Regions from separate parts of the Mus musculus genome. Here all the other regions are linked to region 3. Evidence: chromatin contacts called from public Hi-C and promoter capture Hi-C data. All regions are on one chromosome and are shown on one strand. The core of a region is the stretch at or near the end of the contact, and the rest is flanking DNA. Distances in the headings are between cores, read along the strand shown. Region 1 holds the start of Aars2 (alanyl-tRNA synthetase 2, mitochondrial). Region 2 holds the start of Plcl2 (phospholipase C-like 2). Region 3 holds the start of Oard1 (O-acyl-ADP-ribose deacylase 1). Region 4 holds the start of Polr1c (polymerase (RNA) I polypeptide C). Region 5 holds the start of Cdc5l (cell division cycle 5-like (S. pombe)).

The links. Promoter capture Hi-C pulls out the DNA fragments that hold promoters and counts their contacts. Hi-C and Micro-C count contacts between places; a contact is called where the count stands out from the background. Capture Hi-C pulls out chosen DNA fragments and counts their contacts.
Region 1: a Hi-C map of regulatory T cells shows a contact between it and region 3, with 5 times the contacts expected there. The contact joins the promoter of Aars2 here to the promoter of Oard1 in region 3. A contact is called at or near these places in 2 of 484 Hi-C or Micro-C datasets (CD4 T cells and regulatory T cells) and 1 of 9 other capture datasets (liver).
Region 2: a contact with region 3 is called in a Hi-C map of B cells, with 5 read pairs. The contact joins the promoter of Plcl2 here to the promoter of Oard1 in region 3. A contact is called at or near these places in 1 of 484 Hi-C or Micro-C datasets (B cells) and 1 of 115 datasets of contacts at active chromatin or transcription factors (large pre-B cells).
Region 4: a contact with region 3 is called in a promoter capture Hi-C map of pre-B cells, with 5 times the contacts expected there. The contact joins the promoter of Polr1c here to the promoter of Oard1 in region 3. A contact is called at or near these places in 2 of 39 promoter capture datasets (neutrophils and pre-B cells), 1 of 484 Hi-C or Micro-C datasets (CD4 T cells) and 1 of 9 other capture datasets (liver).
Region 5: a promoter capture Hi-C map of liver shows a contact between it and region 3, with 5 times the contacts expected there. The contact joins the promoter of Cdc5l here to the promoter of Oard1 in region 3. A contact is called at or near these places in 1 of 484 Hi-C or Micro-C datasets (CD4 T cells), 1 of 115 datasets of contacts at active chromatin or transcription factors (thymic regulatory T cells) and 2 of 9 other capture datasets (adipose tissue and liver).

Annotation. Positions count from the first base shown.
Region 1 is chr17:45,505,422-45,508,121 of GRCm38.p6, reverse strand. It overlaps Aars2 (alanyl-tRNA synthetase 2, mitochondrial), which reads right to left and starts at 1,281. Exons shown (of 22, transcript NM_198608.2): 1 at 1,041-1,281; 2 at 412-603. The coding sequence starts at 1,268.
Region 2 is chr17:50,508,174-50,510,873 of GRCm38.p6, reverse strand. Plcl2 (phospholipase C-like 2) reads right to left here and starts at 1,327. Exons shown (of 6, transcript NM_013880.3): 1 at 937-1,327. The coding sequence starts at 1,266.
Region 3 is chr17:48,408,587-48,411,286 of GRCm38.p6, reverse strand. It overlaps Oard1 (O-acyl-ADP-ribose deacylase 1), which reads right to left and starts at 1,287. Exons shown (of 6, transcript NM_001289490.1): 1 at 915-1,287; 2 at 383-459; 3 at 1-23. The coding sequence starts at 421. Nfya (nuclear transcription factor-Y alpha) reads left to right here and starts at 1,467. Exons shown (of 10, transcript NM_001110832.1): 1 at 1,467-1,661.
Region 4 is chr17:46,246,729-46,249,428 of GRCm38.p6, reverse strand. Polr1c (polymerase (RNA) I polypeptide C) reads left to right here and starts at 1,384. Exons shown (of 9, transcript NM_009085.2): 1 at 1,384-1,534; 2 at 1,629-1,700. The coding sequence starts at 1,466. It overlaps Yipf3 (Yip1 domain family, member 3), which reads right to left and starts at 1,349. Exons shown (of 9, transcript NM_145353.2): 1 at 1,101-1,349; 2 at 391-588; 3 at 144-250. The coding sequence starts at 1,181.
Region 5 is chr17:45,432,325-45,435,024 of GRCm38.p6, reverse strand. It overlaps Cdc5l (cell division cycle 5-like (S. pombe)), which reads left to right and starts at 1,318. Exons shown (of 16, transcript NM_152810.2): 1 at 1,318-1,634. The coding sequence starts at 1,590. B230354K17Rik (RIKEN cDNA B230354K17 gene) reads right to left here and starts at 1,194. Exons shown (of 3, transcript NR_130961.1): 1 at 798-1,194.

The sequences.
Region 1 (2,700 bases), core at 32-2,531, 2.9 Mb after region 3:
ATGTCGTGTGTGTATGTGTGTGCCCGTGCCCGTGTATGTGTGGTGTACACACCTGTAACATGTGGACATGTGCTTGTGAAAGTCAAAGGACAACTATGGGTGACTGTACTTAGGAGCTAATTTTTGTTTAAAACAGGGTCTCTCATTAGCTTGGGACTTTGATGTTGGCCAGACTAGCTTGTCTGTGAACTTCTTCAGGGATCTGTTTCCATCTCCCATCTGGCCATTCCAGCATCATAGGCACACACCGTTAGCCCGCACTTTAAATTCGAGTTCTGGGGAATCCACAAGCACTTTACCAACCCAGTCATCTTTCTGTCTCCCCTATAACACACTGTGTTTAGCTCTTGGTCACAACATCCAGCACTCAGGGTTCAAAGACTTTAACTCTAGAGCTCCCTGGAAACTCACCTTAAAATATTCACCCCCGAAAGCCCAGTTGCCAAGCATCTCGAAAAACGTATGATGAGAGAGATCACGCCCCACATCCTCCAGGTCGTTATGGCGTCCTCCAGCCCTGACACACTTCTGGCTATTAACTACACGTCGGAAGCCTGCCATCTCACTTCGTGGATCCACTGTGCCCAGGAAGATGGGCTTGAACTAGAAGCACATAAAAGTCAGGAAGGGTAGAGAAGAGGTAAATGAACTTAAACAAGAGACTCTGCCTAGTAAAAAGTAGTAAAATTTACAGATAAGGGAAGTGGTTGGACAGAATCAAAGCTTCAAGAATATTACCAAGCACCTAGCAGGAGTGCAATAAATGTCTACTCAATGGATGAATTTTATTTATTTAAATAGTCTTCCACTCAGAGCCTGCCCCTCAGGACTTCACAGCTGCTATCCAGAGATAATAAACTTAATTTCTCCCCACAAGTTTCCAAGCTAATTCCCCAAGACCTAACCAGGCCCCCACCCCATTTTACCCAGCCTCTCTTCCACTCAGAGTTCCGCCCCTCACTTTTTTGGTCCAATCCTGAAGCGCTTTTCTCAGGCTGACTCCCGAGCTCCGCCCCCGATCGGTGTGGCCCCGCCCCTACCTGGTTCATGCCTGCATTGACGAAAAGCAGGCTGGGGTCGCCGCGCGGCCTCACGGTAGCGGAGGGCACGAGCCGGTGGCCGTGGCGATCTCGGAAGAAGCTCAGGAAGGCGTCCCGCACGGCCGCTCCGTGGGGTGGACCGGGCTCGGTTGAGAAAGGCTGCCATGGGCACGACCTCCCAATGGCTCGCCGCAGCTTACCGGCTGCGGCAGCCAACGCCACCGCCATCTTAGCTCCGGGCAACGGCTTCGCGGGGTCAAAGAGTGACGTTCGAAAGGACGCCTAGTGTTTCCTACAGCGGCCCCTGGCGGGTGGAAGACTTGGGGGGGGGGCAAGTCTCAGCTTCTAGTGAAAGTGTTTCCCCAAGAAGGGGACTTCTTCCCCTGGCGAGCGGCTCAGCATACCGTAACTTTGCATAGAGTAGGCCCTTAATTCATCCAGGATTGAACAGATAATTATAAAAAGATCATTACATGCTAGGCTGTATTTTGAACGTTAGTAGCAATATTAACACAATGCCTCTGCTTCCAAAATCTGTATTCTGGCAGTAATGGTTGTTGTGCTATTGATTTTGTGGAGTTGCAAAGGAACAGGTGTGGGTGCAATTCGGTGCGTGGACCGTGTGGTTTGTGCTGATCCAGGCTGAAGAGTGCCAAGGGATCGTGAGTATTCAAGAGGTGGTCAAGAACCCTGCGTAAGTGCCAGGCACTGCTCTAAGACCTTGCCAGGTCCTCTTCTGCCCTCGGTTTGCAGAGCCACTTTGTCCTTAGGGACTGAAGCAGGTTCTTTGGAGCAGGAGTCTGGTGGAGACACAGAAGCCAGACTGCATCTGCTCCATTATTAATTGCTTAATGACATTTGGTCTTTTAATTTGCTTGGGGATGAGAGAATCCAGGTCGACAGGTCAGGACAAAGCTGTTGGCTGAGAGCTGTGGCGATGGCTTTCCATGAGCCTCCCAGGGCCCTGAGGCTTTGAATTTTGCTGAGAGAAAAGAGATACCTGTCCTGGCAGGCCCAGTCCCCTTGACTTCCTTTCTATGGTAACAGACCTTGTGGGTGCAGCTAGACAGCTCAAGGACTTCTCATGATGACCTTGCTTGACCTTTAGTCTGGGAAAGTTAGCAGATCTAGGAAGAGAAAGGGATTTGCCAAGTTTAAGACCCAACAGAGCAGTGGTTCTCACCCTGTGGGTTGCAACCACATAGGGTTGCATATCATTCATTTACATTACGATTTGTAACAATAGCAAAATTACAGTTATGAAGTAGCAATGAAATAATTCTATGGTTAGGGGCCATCACAACATGAGGAACTGTTTTAAAGGGTTGAAGCATTAGGAAGGTTGAGAGCCACTGCACTAGAGGTTACAGAACTGAGGTCTTTGTGGTCAGAAGGACAGCCTTGGCCACCCAGGGGGCTCTTTTGGCCACCAGTCTTTGTGTGTTATTTGGGTCTTTTGAACTTTTGAAGCACAGCTTCTTTTCGGGGAATACATAGTCTATTTTGGACTTGAGTTTCTATAGCAATAGTGAATTCTGACAAGCCTGTATATCTATCCCGTGATCCTCTGCCTTCTCTTTTCCATGTAGGTTAAAGGTGTTGTTCTGCCTCTTTTGGTTTCCTCCAGGGTGTTTGGAACAGAAACCTGAAGCCAGATGGG
Region 2 (2,700 bases), core at 78-2,577, 2.1 Mb before region 3:
TGGCCTGTCCTAAAAACTCCTTCATGTCTCAAAAAGCAACATTCCATATTTGCTCCATATTTGAACAAGCCAAATGGGCTGATCTGGCTCAAGGTTCTACTTTTCGTAGCTTATCAACTTTCTCTTTTCACTTCGAGTCACAAGAAATATTTTTATGTTGCAACTACACTGCAATGTTTGAAGGAAGCCACCATAAACTCTTAATGTCACCTCTTGAAATTTAAAATTCACAAAACAACTGGTGGCTTTCTAAATAGCACCATGAAAAACAAAACAAACAAAAACAAAAACAAGCAAAAACCATTCCAAAGAAACTTGCTAATTTGGAGAGGCCTGCTTATAGCAGCTAGGAAAGAATTAAATTGTGCGGAACTGTATTCTCTCAGAGCTTTTGAGGCTAAAAAAGAGGAAATCTGTGTTTATGTTCCCTTTCTCCGAGTAACTGAAGGAGAGGTATTTACATTCCCCAAATACAATCACTTGCAAGGGGCAACCAATTACCCAGTAGATTAGAAGAAATCTATTAAATAATATATGTTCATTGCCTGGGGTTTTGAGAAAATATTTTCACATGATCCCTGTCCTTTAAAATACAATAGAAACCTTACAGGGAGTGTGCCACCATGCTAAGCTGCCTCTGAAAAGCCTGTCCTACCCAGGCAGGTACAAGGCCATTTAATTCCAAGTCAATCTGGAGAGAGGTGACAGCCCCAAGTTGCTCTGGGGATGTCAGAGCACAGCACTCCTGCACACTCAGATCACCTCTCCATTCTTTCCCAATGCCATCAGCTTTCCAATCCCTGCTCCAGCACTCCAAACACCCCTACACCCTGGCTTCCCCTTCGCAGTGGGCTCATTTTGCATCGCCTCCTTCCGCCACAGCTTCTCCGGGGCGGGGAAAGCGAGCCCAAGGACGCGCGCGGGTCTCCTACTTACCTTGATGATGCTGCTCCGGCGGGGCAGGCCGCCCGGTTTGCTGTCCCTGGGGACCGGACCGGCAGCTGGGCTAGGGGTCCGCGCGAGCGCCACGCCTAGAGGTCCCCTGCCAGGGCTGGTCCGGGCTTCGTCCCCGGACACGCCGAGGCTGCAGTCTCCGTTGGAAACCCCGCCGCTGTCATAGCGCGCCCGCCCGTGGCCGAGGCGACCTCCCCCGCCACCACCTCCGCCTTCCCCGGCTCCGGCTTTCAGGGCGCCCTTGGCGCCTAGGGCCGGGCTCGGGGAGGTGGGCAGGGCCCCTCCTGCGGCGCCCCGGCCACACTCCGCCATGGGCGCCCCACGACCCGCCTGCACAAAGCCGCGTCCCCGCGTCCCCGCCGCCGCCGCCTCGGGCCGCTGCGCGCGGCCCCTCCTCCTCGCCGCCGCCGCCGCCTCGGCCGCTTCTTCCGCTTTTTCTTTTCTTTTTTTTTCTTTTTTTTTTTTTTCTTTCTCTTTTTGGTTGGGATGTGGCGCGTGCAGCGAGCTCGCCTCCGGCGCGAAGGACGTCGTGCAGGCGGAATTACCTCTGGGGTCCTGCCGGGGTCGGGGAGAGAGAGAGGAGAGAGGAGTCAGCTTGGGCGGCGGCGCCCCCGCTGCCGGCACCTGGGGAAGGAAAACACGCCCCGGCACACGCGCCGCTGCGGGCGCCAAAAATAACGCGCGCGCGCCAGCGCCCACCGCCGCGCGCCGCGTCCCCTCCGGCCCCGCGCTCACCGACGAGCGCCGCGTCCCCTCCGGCCCCGCGCTCACCGACGAGCTCGCGGCGGCGGGGCGCGAGGGACACGTGCGCCCACTCCGCGGCGCTGGCGACACGCGGAGGCGCGGCGCGCGGGGCTCCGGGGTTCCCGGCTCCGCCCAGGCCCGTCAGTCTCCCCCCCCCCCCCCACACCTTCAGGGCTCAGCCGAGGCCCAGGGCGGCTTCTGATGGCCCCCGGGCCCACCGCCACTTACCCGCGGCCATCGCCTCCCGGGCTTCGCGCTGCCCCCTACAGGCCGAGGGGACCCGTCCGGGCTCCGGGCACGGGCGTTGCGGTTGTGGTCGCTCTCCTAGGCCGGCTCAGCGAGGCGCACGCCACAGCCAGCTGTCAGTCACCTGAAGGCATCCCGAGGGGGACAGCGAACCCGCAGGCCGCGGGCGAGCTGAGGGTCCTGGGGCTGTGGTCTTGGCCGCTGCACCTCGCGTCCAGCTCCAGCCCTTCATTCGGAACCCGCTCCCTTCCCACCCTGCTCCCCCTGGGCTTCCTCAGTGGAGCAAACCCATTTCCCATACAGAAACCAATCCTCTTGCGTGTCCTTGGGCTGCTAAACTCAATGAGCACGACAGGTTGCCAGGATCTGGGGTAGGGATGGCATGGCTGGCAGGCGTTGAGAGACAGAAGACCTCCGCAGAGTTTATTTGGTGCCTCTGGGTTGTCCCACGGAGGTTTATCATTGTAGTCTGTGTCTTTCCTAAACCTGACACTAGAGAGACTTGCTTGTTCAACCCCTAGTGGGTACCATCCAAATCAGGACCATCGTTTGGGACAGGATCAAAAATCAATGATTAACATGTCGCTCTCATATGCAAATACTTTCCTTAAACCTCCATTCCTGGAGCCAAGGAAGAACGCAGGGCCACTGTGTAGCCTGGCAGAGCCATTGGCAGAAGAGCAGGACGAGTGCACTGTGTGGTACCAGAGGCTCCACCCACCTCCCCAACCCAGCCACCCTGAGGTCCAGTTTCAT
Region 3 (2,700 bases), core at 38-2,537:
AGATCTCCTTTCACGTAAGTGATCTAAAACGTGCAAAGGAAAAAAAAAAAGGTTAAAAACAGAAAACTATTTCTCCTTTCAGATCTTCAACAGAGCCCCACCCCCACTGCTTCAACCCTGCTTCTCTGACACTCTGAATTAAAGACAACTCTTCCCAACTTAGGAGTTAACCACGATATTTTAAAGTATCTGTAAAAGGAAAGTGATGGATGGTTATTATCTGCCTAGGGTTGTATTAGCCTTTTCTAAGTAAATCAGCTAGAGAGAAACAAACAGGGAGGGGCGAGAATCCAATTATTGGTTTAATTAAAAAGTGTTTATGCTTTTGACCTCAATTATTCTGATTTTCACTTCACCGATAAATTTAATAGCTGTTACGCACTCGACTTCCTTCTGGATCTTCATTAAGGCGGGTGGCCATGCTACTGAGTCGCTATTTCCAGAATTTAAGAGTTCCTTCTGCTAATGAAAAGGAAAAGCAAGTAAAAAAATACCGCTCAGGCAGCCCGAACATAGCGTGTTCAGATCACCCTGACAACCCATTTAGTCTTCCCCACCTCCTTAAGGTATTCTTTCTGGATGTGAGCTCACTCAGCCTCTAAGAGGCAACACAAAACAGCTTTCCAGGAGCCGAAGCAAAGGCGGTCCTAAGACACACCTCCTTACTTCTAGCAGGGAAGGTTTAGGACAGTCCAGAATTTTCCCAGAGAATATAGCTTAGAACGGGAAAGACCTGGCCACAGTTACACTGAGCGGCAGGGTGAGCCGAGAACTGCTTCTCAGGGGAAGATCACCACCAGTCTTGGAGGTACAGGAAGGAAGGTCTGATAAGACTTCCCCGTCTCTCCTCCTACCCTAAGGAGGGCAACCCTGGGATCCCGCAGAAAAGTGGGTACTGGGGGGTCATCCTTCACCTGCAAAGGAATCGGCCGTCAGCAGGCCCTCCTCCAAGCAGGGAAGGGTTCGGGATGAAACCCTCGTAGGTAGGAAAGCAACAGAAGAGTCCCGACACGCAACAAATCCCGCCAAAGCCTTTTGATTGTACGCACACTCAAGATGGCCGCCCCCATCCCTTAACGGGGCGGAAGTGAGCCTCTCTAGCTGGGTAGCGGCGCCCGCTCTCGGTAGTAAGGGCTTCAGAATTTCCGGCGGGAAATTCCGTAGGCTCCCGCTACCGCTCAGGCATGCGTACCGAGATGCCGACCCCGACTGGAGAAGAAGAGCGCTTGCGCATTCGGCCCCAGAGGGTGGGTCCCAGTGGACGCTTAGAAATAGGTGGGCAGGGGGGCGTGTCAGCGCCTGCGTGGTATATAATTCAGGGAGGTGTTTAAGCAGCAGCGTACGGAGCGTGTGAAAGGCGCCTGCGTAGGCCTTTGGCGGGAGGCGGTGTCAAATCCAGGAAGTGGGTGTGGCCTCTGGAACGCCTGCGCGGTGCTCTTCCTAGGGGGCGGGGCCAGGCTGGCCGGGGTTATGGGGCGTGGTCTCGAAGGCGCTTGCGCGAAGGCGGTTGGAGGGAGGCCCGATTCCCCTTTGTTCAGATTCGCCATTTTGCGAGGCAGCGGCAGTGGCGGCGGCAGCGGCGGCTGGAGCCTCTGATTGGGTTTCGGGGTCCGGTACTGGAGCCAATCAGCGCGGGCAGCGAACCGGGGGAGCGAGGCACGGTGAGTATGAGGAGCCAATATCCAGCGGCCCAGAGCCGGCCCCAGCGCCCCGATTGGCGGGTCTCGCTGACCACTCAGGAGAGGCCCAGGCGTCCGTCGAGCCCGGGAGTCGAGCCGAGGCTGCCCGAGCTGGGTAGCCAGTAGCCCCGGCTCGGAGTTGGTGGAGGCCTGCAGGGGCCGTCCAGCGTTGGGACGGCGTCCTGGAGCCAGGCTTTTCGGGATCTGGATCGTCTCCGGGGGCCGGTGGCGGATGCGCCACCGGTCCCCGATCCTCGGTCCCGAGAGGTCAGGTGGCTGACCGCCCAGCCACGGACCGTGGCGGTTTCCCCACGTCGTTCCAGCCTCATCCTACGGCCTGTCCTTGTGTGTCCCCACATTCCGGGCCCCGACGAGGCCCGTGTGTCCTGAGCTCTGCACAGTTGGGGCTACAGATCCGGAGCGAGGCCAGACTGAGACGCGCGGCGCGGCCTCCCAAGACCCACCCCGGGGCCGTTGGCGCGCCTGCCGCGCCCCTCCTCTCGGCCCGCCACCGGGGCTCCCGGGCCGGCGCCGTTACCACCCCTTTCTGGCTCGTCATTTCCTCCCCGCTCAGCCCGCGGTGCCGGCACACCTCCGTGCTGGAGCCCAACCAAGCACTCTTCCTCTTTTTGCTCAGTGTCTCGGTGTTTGAAACGCCGCTGTTGCAGAACTGATAACCCTTGTGCATCCTTAATGATTGGGGGCACACATCTCGCAGTTCCTATTATCCCTGTCTCCTCCCTTGATCTTTTCTCCCTTGGATGCTCTCTGGTTTTGTTTTCCTTTAATCTCTCCACTCAATAGCTCGGCCCACTCGTGTCTCTTTTTTCTAATACACCTTGAAATCCCGCGCGAACGTTTTCTCAACTGATGTTTTAAAACTTACACGTGCTTAGATTTTCTTTCCCCCTTCGGGGGACAGGAAGTCTTCCAAGGACTGCTAGCTATTAGTCTTTGGCGGACGTCACCCAAGTGCTGCAAGCGAGTAGGGCTAGGAGCTATGTCTGCTCGGTGGAGATTG
Region 4 (2,700 bases), core at 135-2,634, 2.2 Mb after region 3:
TTTCACCAAGTATTCACAACATGTTCAGTTCAGTAATGGGGTTGCAAGTAGGGGAGTCCACCAGAGCTCAGGGCTCTGAGTCTGAGTGAAGTCTGGATGAGGGTCTAGATGTGAGGACAGATGTCTCAGAGAAGGCGCCTCACCTGCTTCGGACCTGGGCAGGCTCCACATCAAAGTAGGGTCTGAGGATGTCAATGTTGGCATACAAGCTGAAGGCCCTGGAAGCCTGTCTCTTCCCTGCCTGCCACATCTGAAGGGAAATGGGTATGATGAGACTCTTGGCTCTAGATTGTTATTCAGTCTCGGCGAGATTTACGTGTGGGTCTAAGTGGAAAACCTCGATCAATTTAGGACATGCATAGGTCCTTTTTTTTTTCCCCATTGGCTTACCTGATCTGCTACCTGCCGGCTCAGTTGTCCTTTAAAGCCTTTCATGCCAAGAAACTCCCCATCCTCTTCTTCTGCAGCAGCTGCATCAGCATCTACTTCTTCCTCCCGCAGGCGCTGGTGCAGCTCACCCATGTCCTCGAAGCTGGAGCCTGAGGTATCGTCCATGTTCTCCATATCAATCACAGCCGAACCCCCACCCTGTGAAGACAACGGCTCGGAGAGTGAGGGGCCCTTCCATTGCATCCTCCCCGTTCTCCGCTCAGCTGACAACTTGAGGCTTTGATCTTCCACTGCCGAGGACATGGCTTGGAACTGCCACTCTTTCAGTGGTGGCAACTCTTGGTCGCGTCACTTTTGTGGTCCTGGAAACCCTACTATTTATTTTCAATCCACGTTGTTTTCCTACTTTCCACCTCAAAGCTCCAAAGAGTTGCAAAAGAGCCCATCTGCCATTCCCAATTCTCAAACAAGCCTATTTTTAGGGGGTGCCAGTGGATCCTAGCCTCCAGCCCCCACAGAGAGCCGAGGCCCGCGGGAGCCCTAGTTTGTCCCTTTCACGCCAGCACAAGAGCTACACCCTTCCCCGGGAAGACTCAAAGGGGACAGGCTGCGTTTCAGCGGAGCCGACCTCTAGGCCCCGCGAGAGAGAACAGCAGCCACCGTCCGGACGCCGCCAGCCCGGGGCTGCTGGCAGCAGGCGCGCTCCATACCTGGATGTTTTCTTCGAAGCCTCCCCATTCCGGGCCAGCACCATTTCGGACGCCGCTGGCCGGCGCCGCCGGAGTCGCCATGTCCCTCGAGGCTTCCCGTCGCTGGAGCACGCGCGCGTGGGAAGAGCGTGCGACCCGGGTCCGAGGGAGGGAGAGGTTCAGAGGGGCGACCGCCCGGGCAAGGTGGGGATCCGCCGGGACGCCGAAGGGAGAAACCCGGATGTTTGGCCCCACTTGACGTCCGGAAGTGAAGGACGTGGACAGAGGCGGGGCAAGATCTCGCGACATTCAAGATTGCGGGAGCCCGAGCGTTGCTGCGGAGACGCAGGCGCGGACTCGCCTCCTTTTACAGCGAGTGGCGGAAGATGGCGGCGGCTCAGGCGGTGGAGGAGATGCGGACTCGCGTGGTTCTCGGAGAGTTTGGGGTTCGCAATGTAAGAGATCGGGGCGCGGGAAGGATGAGGGCGGCACGGGGAAGTAGAGGCCTGGTGTGAAGGCTGGCCACACTGCCCTTTCTGTTGGCTCTAGGTCCACACCACGGACTTTCCCGGTAACTACGCCGGTTATGATGATGCCTGGGACCAGAACCGCTTCGAGAAGGTGGGTAGAGCTGAAGGTGCCCAGTCGGCCCGAGGGGCCAGACCTCGCAGGTTGGGGTGGGGGTCGCTGTTTCCATACAACACGCTTGAGCTCCATGGACGGGTCAGACACGGTGGTTGCTCTCGGTGGGATAATGGACCACACAGACAAGTTATTCCAGAATAGTAAGATAGCGGTGAAGATGGCTGGGATATGGTCAGGAATCATTGATGCACTGAATCCAGCTAACTGAAGGGACGTAGTTAAAGGTCAGTGAAGGGAATGGCATTTGAATTAAGCTTTGAACTATGAATAAAAGTTGAGTAGTGAAGGCCTGATTGGAGCTTCATTATATATGATTTTTTTAAAATTCACTTTGAAACTGTTTCTGTTTAGCCCTGGCACTCTCTCTATAGTCCAGGCTGGACTTGAACTCAGCCATCTACCTGCTTCTGTCTCTGCCTCCCATGCACTGGGATTAAAGGCATGAGCCACCACGCCCAATTTAGAATTTTTGAGTAGACTGATAACATTTTGCAATCTTGATAGCCAGGAGGGAATGAATTCTGGTGAATCTGCCAGCTAGTGTATGCAGGCTGAAATTGGGGGCATAGATGAACTCCAGACAGTACTAACGGAGTAAGGCAGGGAGAACTAGACGATTTGCACCAGTGCTCTGGGGAGGCAGTGTGTGAGAGAAAGGACTTTGTAACTTGAGGACCCTAAAACTTTCTTGATATGCGTGTTTGCCTGCATGTGTATTTGTGCACCACTGTGTGTTAGTGATCCCTGCAGTGTGAGGAGAATGTTAGGTCCCACCAGGTGCTGGGAACCAAACCCAGTTCTTCTGCAAGGGCAGTTAAGTGCTCTTAATAGCTGAGCCATTTCTCCAGTGGCACTGGGGAACTGTTGCTGGCTGTGTCGTTTGCCAAGCAGGAGAACAAGAATGAGGGTACACTCAGGTGCCTGCTTGTGAAGTCTATGTGCTTGCTTGAGCCAGGAGCATGGTGGAGGTCAGCCA
Region 5 (2,700 bases), core at 69-2,568, 3.0 Mb after region 3:
TAAATCCAAAAGGGGGATATGGAAGTAGTTACGACTTGGGAATGTTCTAGATCCAGGGACCATGTAGTTCAAAATACAATTGTTAGGTGCCACACAATTGGTAGGTTAGAGGCTTATCAGCTAGCAGAAACACTGACCTCTTTTGGATCCTAGCGTTAAGATCCCCAGAGAGGAGTGTTCAGATTTGCTTTGATCTGGTCAACCAAATGGTGTGTGACCTGGGTGTGTGGGATAAAAACCATACAACTAAGTGATGTTGGCAGGAGGTAATGGTTACACATCTTTACAAGAGAGCATTGCAAAGAGTACCAGAGGCAGAAAATGGCTTGTTAACCTGTCATCCTGTCAGATGACAGGAGTGAAATGAGATTGTAGGTCACTAAACCCAAGTGTTCTTCATAACACTACACTACCTCCCTCTCAACTGAAAGCAGTGATATTTTGATACAATTTCCTATTTCAAGGAAAAAAATCGTAACAAAAATCGAATCGGAAAATCCGTCATGTCTTCTAGAAGGGGCAAACGGAAGCATGAACAGTGACAACAAACCAGAGCCGCTATGCACGGAATAAAATCTTTCCCTAGGGACCTGGGGTGACACCAAGTAATTAATTGCTCTGGAATAGTGGAGAAATCTGCGTGGGAAAAGAGAGAGGAGATGGCAGAGAGTCTGACAATTTCCACTTCACCGAGACTTTGTGGACTCGCAGCCGCCCTCTGATTTGATGAACAAGTTGTTTGTTCCACTCTTCAGAGGACGACCCCGGATTCCAGGGGCGAGACTCCCGCAACTCACCGAGTTTGTTCCACAGACACCCAACAGCGAGGGATGAGGGAAAGCGGCTGACGTGACGCTTCCCAAGGGTCCCTAGGGCGTCGCCTCGAACCCCTTGTGGCTCTTCCAGGAAGGAGAGCGAACACTTTGGGGCGAGCAGTCGCTCAGTCCCTCAGGTTAGAGTTAGGATCTTGAGTCCGTCCGGCATCCTCGGCGCTTGGCGCTGCGAGTTGGAGCTCCTAGAAAGAGAACGGACTCGTTTGCATCTCCCCGAGGACTCAGCGAAGTCCTCGTCGGTCGCCGGGATGCCCAGCGCAGCGCTCCGTTAAACAAACAGACAAACAAACAAGCAAACAAACAAACAAACAGCGCTCCCTGGGGACCAAGCGTGCTGAGGAACGCCACACCCCTCACATTTATTCCCCACCCCCGGCACTGCCCTCCGCGTGACGTCAGGACCAATCCCTTCACTGCGTTCCCGGTCAAGTTCCAACTCTGGCATCTCGCGAGAGTTTTGTTTTCCTTCACCCTAGTCTCGGACCTGCGCGCGACACGTCGGGCGCCTTGGCACCTGCGGTTTGATTAGTCTCCATCAGTCTTAAGGTTGCAGCCTGGCCGCCCGCGTCTTTTGCCTTCGGCCGCTAAGATCTCGCGAGATTTCCCGGGGCTGCCCACGCCGCGCCTGCGCAGAGCTCTTCAAAGCAGAAGGTCGCTCTTGGGAGGAAGTGGCCTTTTGCGTCCCGTGCCCGGAGCGCCGTTACTACTTTCTCGAAGCTCTCCTCGGCTCCCTTGCCGGGACACTCTGCCGCTAAGATGCCCCGGATTATGATCAAAGGGGGAGTGTGGAGGAACACGGAGGTGAGGCAGCTTTTCCCGCCGTCCGCAGCCCTCCGCCGGCTCTGGTAGCGTGTGCGCACGCGCGGGGAAGCTCCGGGAGCCGTGGCTGTCCCGCGGGGGTCTGCGGTGCGGGGCGGCGACTGCGCGGACCCCGGGGACCCTCGCGGTGCATGGGTGCGGGCTCGGGTCACCTGGCTCACCCCGGGGGCGAGGTCGCGACTTGTCGCCCGGCGCTCCTCGCTTGGCATTTGCTAGGCCCTTGATCACTTATTTGATCAGTTAGGGACGCGCCCCCTCGGTGTCTTCTGCAGCCCGGTGGCCGCCGACCGGACCTCCCCCGGAGCCTGGTGTTTCTCCAGCTCCTTTCGATCTCAGCTCGTGCACAGCGCTTCGCTCTGTTAGAAGCCGTTGTGGCTGCAACTTTGTTTTTTCCGTGACTTCTTTACAGCCGGACAGGCTGCCCGTTTACGTCTGCACCTCTCTGCTTATCTTAGGACCTGGGTCCTTTCTCTTACCTTTCCAGTCACGCCACCCTTGCCGGGATAGAAGCCAGTTAGGACAAACTTACCTACGGTGGTGTTTGCGTCCAGAAATGTTGTAGATTATGTCACGGTGAGCGGAACAGCAGAAGGAAGGAAGTAAAATAGAAATTAAGTTAACGTGCATTTAATCGAGTGCGCCGAATGTATGAGCACCTTTCCGTCTGTCTTGTGCGTTCTTGAGATAGCTCCTTATTGCTTTGGCATCTTTCTGAACATGCTCCAAACTTAGCTGAGAACACTTCTTAGAGTCCTCCTGGCCCATTCGTTGGTCGTCCCGTTGAGAGTTAGTTGTTTAGTGGTTTGGTGGCACCTATTTTTCATTTACTACAGCTTTGTTTTCACAAGCACTTTTGTGTGGCTCCGGCTGAGTTACTTCTGAGAGCCTCAGATTACTCATTTTTATAAGACAAATAAATAATTGTATTTAAGCTCTTGAAACGAGTTGCCAGTTTGGAACATTGTGAACGCAGCTGGGTACATTAGTAGGCTTTCAGTAAAAAAAATGAGTTGCTGTTGTCTTCATCAGACAGCAGTATAGTAGGACC